Regions from separate parts of the Mus musculus genome. Here region 2 is linked to region 1. Evidence: chromatin contacts called from public HiChIP or PLAC-seq data. All regions are on one chromosome and are shown on one strand. The core of a region is the stretch at or near the end of the contact, and the rest is flanking DNA. Distances in the headings are between cores, read along the strand shown. Region 1 overlaps Lrmp (lymphoid-restricted membrane protein). Region 2 has its middle 7.5 kb from the start of Gm38926.

What was found. HiChIP or PLAC-seq counts read pairs in DNA pulled down with a chosen protein or histone mark.
Region 2: a contact with region 1 is called in an H3K4me3 HiChIP or PLAC-seq map of bone marrow-derived macrophages, with 2.2 times the contacts expected there. The contact joins two enhancer-like sites. A contact is called at or near these places in 10 of 115 datasets of contacts at active chromatin or transcription factors (bone marrow-derived macrophages, double positive thymocytes, effector CD8 T cells and 4 more) and 3 of 9 other capture datasets (adipose tissue, embryonic stem cells and liver).

What each region holds. Positions count from the first base shown.
Region 1 is chr6:145,147,834-145,150,643 of GRCm38.p6, reverse strand. Lrmp (lymphoid-restricted membrane protein) reads right to left here. Exons shown (of 19, transcript NM_008511.4): 5 at 2,800-2,810; 6 at 2,567-2,665; 7 at 1,287-1,357. Among named protein-coding and RNA genes, the nearest start is that of Lrmp, 27 kb to the right of the region's middle. Within about 2 kb of position 1,388, at least 45 of the 459 cell types and tissues checked have an H3K27ac peak or open chromatin away from gene starts, as enhancers often do. A contact at or near this core is called in bone marrow-derived macrophages and regulatory T cell precursor, where this site is marked.
Region 2 is chr6:145,339,488-145,342,297 of GRCm38.p6, reverse strand. No RefSeq gene overlaps it. Among named protein-coding and RNA genes, the nearest start is that of Gm38926, 7.5 kb to the left of the region's middle. Within about 2 kb of position 1,442, at least 422 of the 459 cell types and tissues checked have an H3K27ac peak or open chromatin away from gene starts, as enhancers often do. A contact at or near this core is called in bone marrow-derived macrophages and regulatory T cell precursor, where this site is marked.

The DNA of each region.
Region 1 (2,810 bases), core at 139-2,638:
ATTTTTAATAAGAGGAGACAGAGGCTTCTATAGTAGACAGTGTGGCATCTTAGCTACACCCCATACTAAAGGATAATTCCAAATAACAGACCCATCAGTCACCTTTGAGACATACATACTCTCACATACACTCACACAAACGCATTCATACAAACACACTCACACACACTCTCATATACTCTCACACACATTCATACACACACTCAAACACACTCTCATACACTCTCACACACATTCATATACACATTCACACACACACTTCACACACTCATACACACACACTCTCACACACTTGAAGGAGCAAAACATAAAGAGCCTTGGAGATCCGTGAAGCTAGAGTGCAGCCTCCAGCCTCTCAGTGGGTCTTTCCTCATGGGCGGAGTTCCCCTGCTTTCTGTGGGTCTTTGTGTTAACCTTATAATAATATATTCCACAGCCTCAGTACTTCTAGTCTGCCTTCTATGCCACCCCCATGGCTCTTCCTCTGTGACCTTTTGGGCTCTGATACCAGTGACTGGGATGTCTGATCAGCATGCTGTGAGCACACACACACACACACACCAGACACACACACAAACATACTCTCCCAGGCCTCCTCAGAGTCTTATGCTGATATCCTACACACACAAACACATGCACACACTCACACACACTCTTACACACTCACACACATAGGCCTCAGTCTTCTGCTGAGACATCCTACAGACACACACACTCACATACACACATTCTCAAACACACTCACATGACATGCACATATACATATACTCACACACACACATTTTCTCACACACACTCACATGACATGCACATACACATATACTCACACACACTCACTTTCTCACACACATTCATATGACATGCACACACATATACTCTCACATACTCATATACACATGCGCACACACGCTTTCACATGTGCACACCCACTCTCACATGTGCACACACACTCATACACATGTACACACTCACACACATTGTCACACATTCACTCATAGCTGCTGTTTTGCTCAACCATGTGCAGTAATGCCCTCATCACCTTGTTTCTGGTTGACGTCTGACGCATTAATGAGTGAGTGAATGAGTGCATGACAGTGTGGAACAAGGCTGTCTACACTGGAGCTCAGTGTGTGACCTTGCCCAAGTCAGTAATACCCGGGCTGTATAACTAAATTCTAGTAAGTTAGATTTTTCTCTTAATATCTTGAAAGTGTACGATGAGACTTCTAAAGAGTGTGACATAAATTCAGAGGGACAGATCCTACAGCTTATCACTGTTTCCTCACCAGCTGGGATGCAGCCTTGGCCACGCCCACACTCGTGTAGTCTCCATAAGCAGCAGGAGCTAGGCTGGTGCCTGTAAGAAGAGGAAACACAGGGAAGGGCTGGAGATGCATCAATCAAAAGAGGAAGAAGCAGCAGGGTGGTGATGTGGGTAGACCAGCAAAGGACAGAGGCTGGCACGTGACTGCAGTCAGAGGCCCCGCAGCACGAAGTCTGCTCTGCACAAACGGAGGAGGCCCGCCCCCCACCCCCTATGCCTTCGCAGGAGCTGAGCTGCAGAAAGTTCCCCAGTCTGTAGAGTGCCCTTTCAAACGGAGGACTGAGTGTTTCTTTATGCCTTTTTCTAATGCCAGAAGCCCTGTGGTATATACAGGGCTGGTAATGATCAAGGCATTCCACCAAGCATGGATGCTTCAGAGCATGAAACTGGGCAAAGGGACCCTTTGGGGACAATGTCATGCTTGGTAAGTTCTGTTCATTTTGCACAGTGCACAGAATGCTGGGAGAACACTACCTAACATGTGGCACTTCTCAAGAAACAATCAGCCTACAGTGTTATAAAAGACTATAAGAAATAATAAGGGCTGGAGAGGTGGCTCAGTGGTCCTTCCAGAGTTCTTGAGTTCAATTCCCAGCAACCACAGGGTGACTTACAACCACCTGTAACAGGATACGATGCCCTCTTCTAGTGTGTCTGAAGACAGTGTATATATATATATATAATTTTAAAAAGAAAGAATAACAAAATAGATATCATTTTTAAAAAAAATATTATTTTTCCCCATGGAAGTTTTCAGTTTTCCCTCCAATTTTAGACCTACATACAACTGAAGGTTCTGGAATCAAAAGGCATAGGATTTAGCCAGGTGTGGTGAGTTTAAAGCCAGCCTGGTCTACATAGTGAGTTCTAGGCCAGTCAGCATCTTAAAATTTGTCAGCCATAATGATGTCTCACTGGAGATGGCCATAGAGAAGTGCTTTGCCTTGGGAGCCATATGGACCTACCTGATCAGCCTGCCTGGCTGGTTCCCTGGATTCCTAGTGGACCTGGGCTAACAGTTCCATTATTCCGACCTGATTTTCTCATCATTATTCTAAGGGTGTGCTCTCTCTCTCCTACCAGCTGATCAGACCTGACTGAATCCAGTCAGTTTCTGTCAGATGGCAATATGTAAGGCCTACTATAATATATTGTGATTTTTGTTCCCACTGGCTTTTCTAGTTTGTAGGCCCCACTTAGGGGCTTGCTCACATGTTGCCCTGGAGTTCATCGACATTGTACCTTGCATGGCAGAGGCGGCTCTTGCTTCCTCCTCCTTCTCACAGAGAGGTTTGCAGTCAAGGTCACCAGAAGCCATGTGCAAAATGTCTGATCCAGACTCTGCCAACGGGAAAAGGCGGACAGCAGGAGAGCTACACAAAAGAAGCATTTGCCTGGGCGCCACCTCTCGTCTGCACACACCTAAGCCGGTTGGTAACGAGAACGCCAATTTCCTCTCTCGCAGAGCTACTTACCACTTGACGTC
Region 2 (2,810 bases), core at 193-2,692, 190 kb before region 1:
TCTATATATACATAGTTAATGATGTTTGCACAACACATCTGTCTCTTGCTTTAATTTAATCAGGGTTAGTTATAAGGTTTTTAAAAATGGCTTTTATTGGCATGTGTGGGTTAAAAACATAAAGCAACATTCACAATTGTATGATTTCATTTACTTGAGAGTAACCAAAAAAATGGCATCTGTGATTTCACCTAACAGCATCCTGAAGCTCTGGCAGCTCGCCCTGAGAGTCCTGATACCAGCCTGCCCCATCTTTGTCTATGGGTATCTGTGATGGTGAAGCATTTGCCAGCAGAGGGAGCTCTTTTGCTAGAATCCAAAGCGCTTACTTGTCTCTCTGTCTCTGTCTCTCTCTCTTAGGAAAAAAAAAAAAAAACTGCAAACTACGAAGCAGTCCGCTTTGAGGCATTGTCTTCACTGTTACATGAAGTCGCTGAATGAGCTCTGGGTTATTTAGGACTACACAGATGTCACGGGAGAACGTCGATTAATATAATTTAGTAAGATGTTTGTGGCTTGTGCTTTTTGTCTGACTACTTCGCACAACCTGACAGACCCTCCTGGATGTGCCGCGCCTGCTTTCAGGACCTGGCTTTTTAACCCCCGGCTGGAGGGAGACACTGTTTTTTGCTTTTTAAATTCGGCTTGGGTGTTTGTTTGCAAATAGGATCTCACTACGTGGCTTTCAATCCTCCTGCCTCAGCTCCACCGCACCCGGATGCAGTTTAAATTTGGTTCTAAACCGGGAGACATCGTAAGTCCTGCATCTCCGAGCCCTGCTGGCTTTCTTCTCCAGCTCGCTGCGTCTTACAGCGACCACAGCACGCAGTCTGTTTTGAGCATCGGAGTGGCCAGTCATCTCACAGAACCGTGGCGGGTCAGCTCTCACGTGGTTTAAATTTAGCCGCTAGGAGCCACCCGCAGCATCTGCTCCCGGGTCTCCTTGAAAACTTTTCGTAGAAAGCAAAAAGATCCAGTGTCAATCGGCGGGCAGAGCTGATGTTCCCTGAAGGCGAAGGACGTCCTACTGGACCACCACCTGCCCCATTTTATTTCATTAAAAATATATGCATGTGTATATATGTGTATGTATGTATATGTATATATATGTGTGTGTGTATACACACACACATACATATGTGTATGTGTGTATATATATTCATATATATGTATATATGTATAGTTTTCTCTCCACATTTTTACATAGCCCAGGCCAGCCTGGAACTCAAGGCAATCCTCCTGTCTCAGCCTCTGCGAGGCAGGGATGACGGACACATGCCAACCCACCCCGCCCTACTTCAGACCTGGCGGTCGGCAGGTCCGGCGACTCCGCCCACTGTCTTGCCGGGGAGGGGCAGGCGCGCTCCCGTCCAGGTCGCGGCACGGTTGTGTCAGCCCCTATGCAAATGAGATACCCAGAGCGGCCAATCGGAAGCCGGCGGGGCGGTGACGTGCTCTCAGAGCCCGGTGGTATTTATAGCTCGTATTTAAAGAGCCCTGGGGAGTCTCCCGCTCGCTGGGCGGCGGCGCGGAGCTGCGCGGTGGCGGGTGTCGAGGGGGGGAGGGGGCTGGGCCCGGACGGAGAGTGCAGAGTGCAATGGTCTCGCCCCGCTCCTAATGGTCCTTGCCTGGGCTCCTGGACAGAGGGAGAGCTCTGTCACTTGAACAATTAATGTTTCTTCCTTTCCCTTTTCTTCCTTCCTTCCTTTCTCTTTTTTTTAGCTCTTTGGACAGAATCTAACTCTAACCTAAGCTGAACTGTAGACCACTGTATAACACAAGCTGGTCTGTCCACGAACTCTCAGCGAAACTCCTGCCTCAAGTCTGAGTTTGCAGACCGATGTTGCAGTCGTGCACCATCGCGCCCAGCTTGACTATACATACGAATTTACACATATATATGTATATTATATACTTTAAATCATTTTTTAAGCTAGGGATTTGGACTCTCAAGCAAGAGCAGAAGATTCACTCCGACCCCACCCCAAGCCTCAGTCGGAGTCACCACCAGTAGTGGGGTTTCCTGGTACTTGCTGCTTGGAAGCCGTCTTCCTGGAGGGGGGGGGAGGGGAAGACAATACGAGCTGGAAAGCCAAGAGTCGTGGGATTAGGGGGCGGGGCAGTTGGCTAGGTGACAGTGTGATCATGGAAAATAAGATGCAAGATAGTGGCGGTGATCATCCCGTTTCAGTCGACTGATCGCCAGACTCTGCAGTGCGAAAGCAGGAAGCGCATGACATCAGAGGACGGAGGAGCCCTGAATAGGACCCGGTGTCTGCAAAGCTGGCTGGCTTCCTCTCTCCTCCTCCCCTATACCTCTATCTTATAGCAGAATTTGGTCTTGACGGTGAGCTCAGGCACTGGGTGCTGCCCTAGGGAGACACTGACCAAGTTTAGTATGCCTGGGTGCCTGTTCACCTGAGTGTATAATGACACAGACCTCAGATTCGTTTAAGGACAATCAGGCTGTTAGATGGGTTTGTAGAAAGGAGCTAACCTAAAGTGCTATGATTACCACCCTAACCTAACGAACAGATGGCGAATGGGGAGACCCTCACTAGTATGCAGGACACAAAGGCTTCTCAGCTACCTCCACAAATACAGTTCTCAGTAAGCCAAGATTGGGTTGTTACCCACCAAAGGGTCTGGGGTGTGCCTGGTCCCTTCTTGTTTTTTTGTTTGTTTGACTGTCTGTCTGTTTGGTTTTTGTTGTTGTTGTTGTTATTGTTCTTCCTTAGAAAGGTGTGCTTGACATAGATCTCTACAGACCAGGCTGACCTGAAGCTGTGTAGCCCAGGTTGGTCTCACAC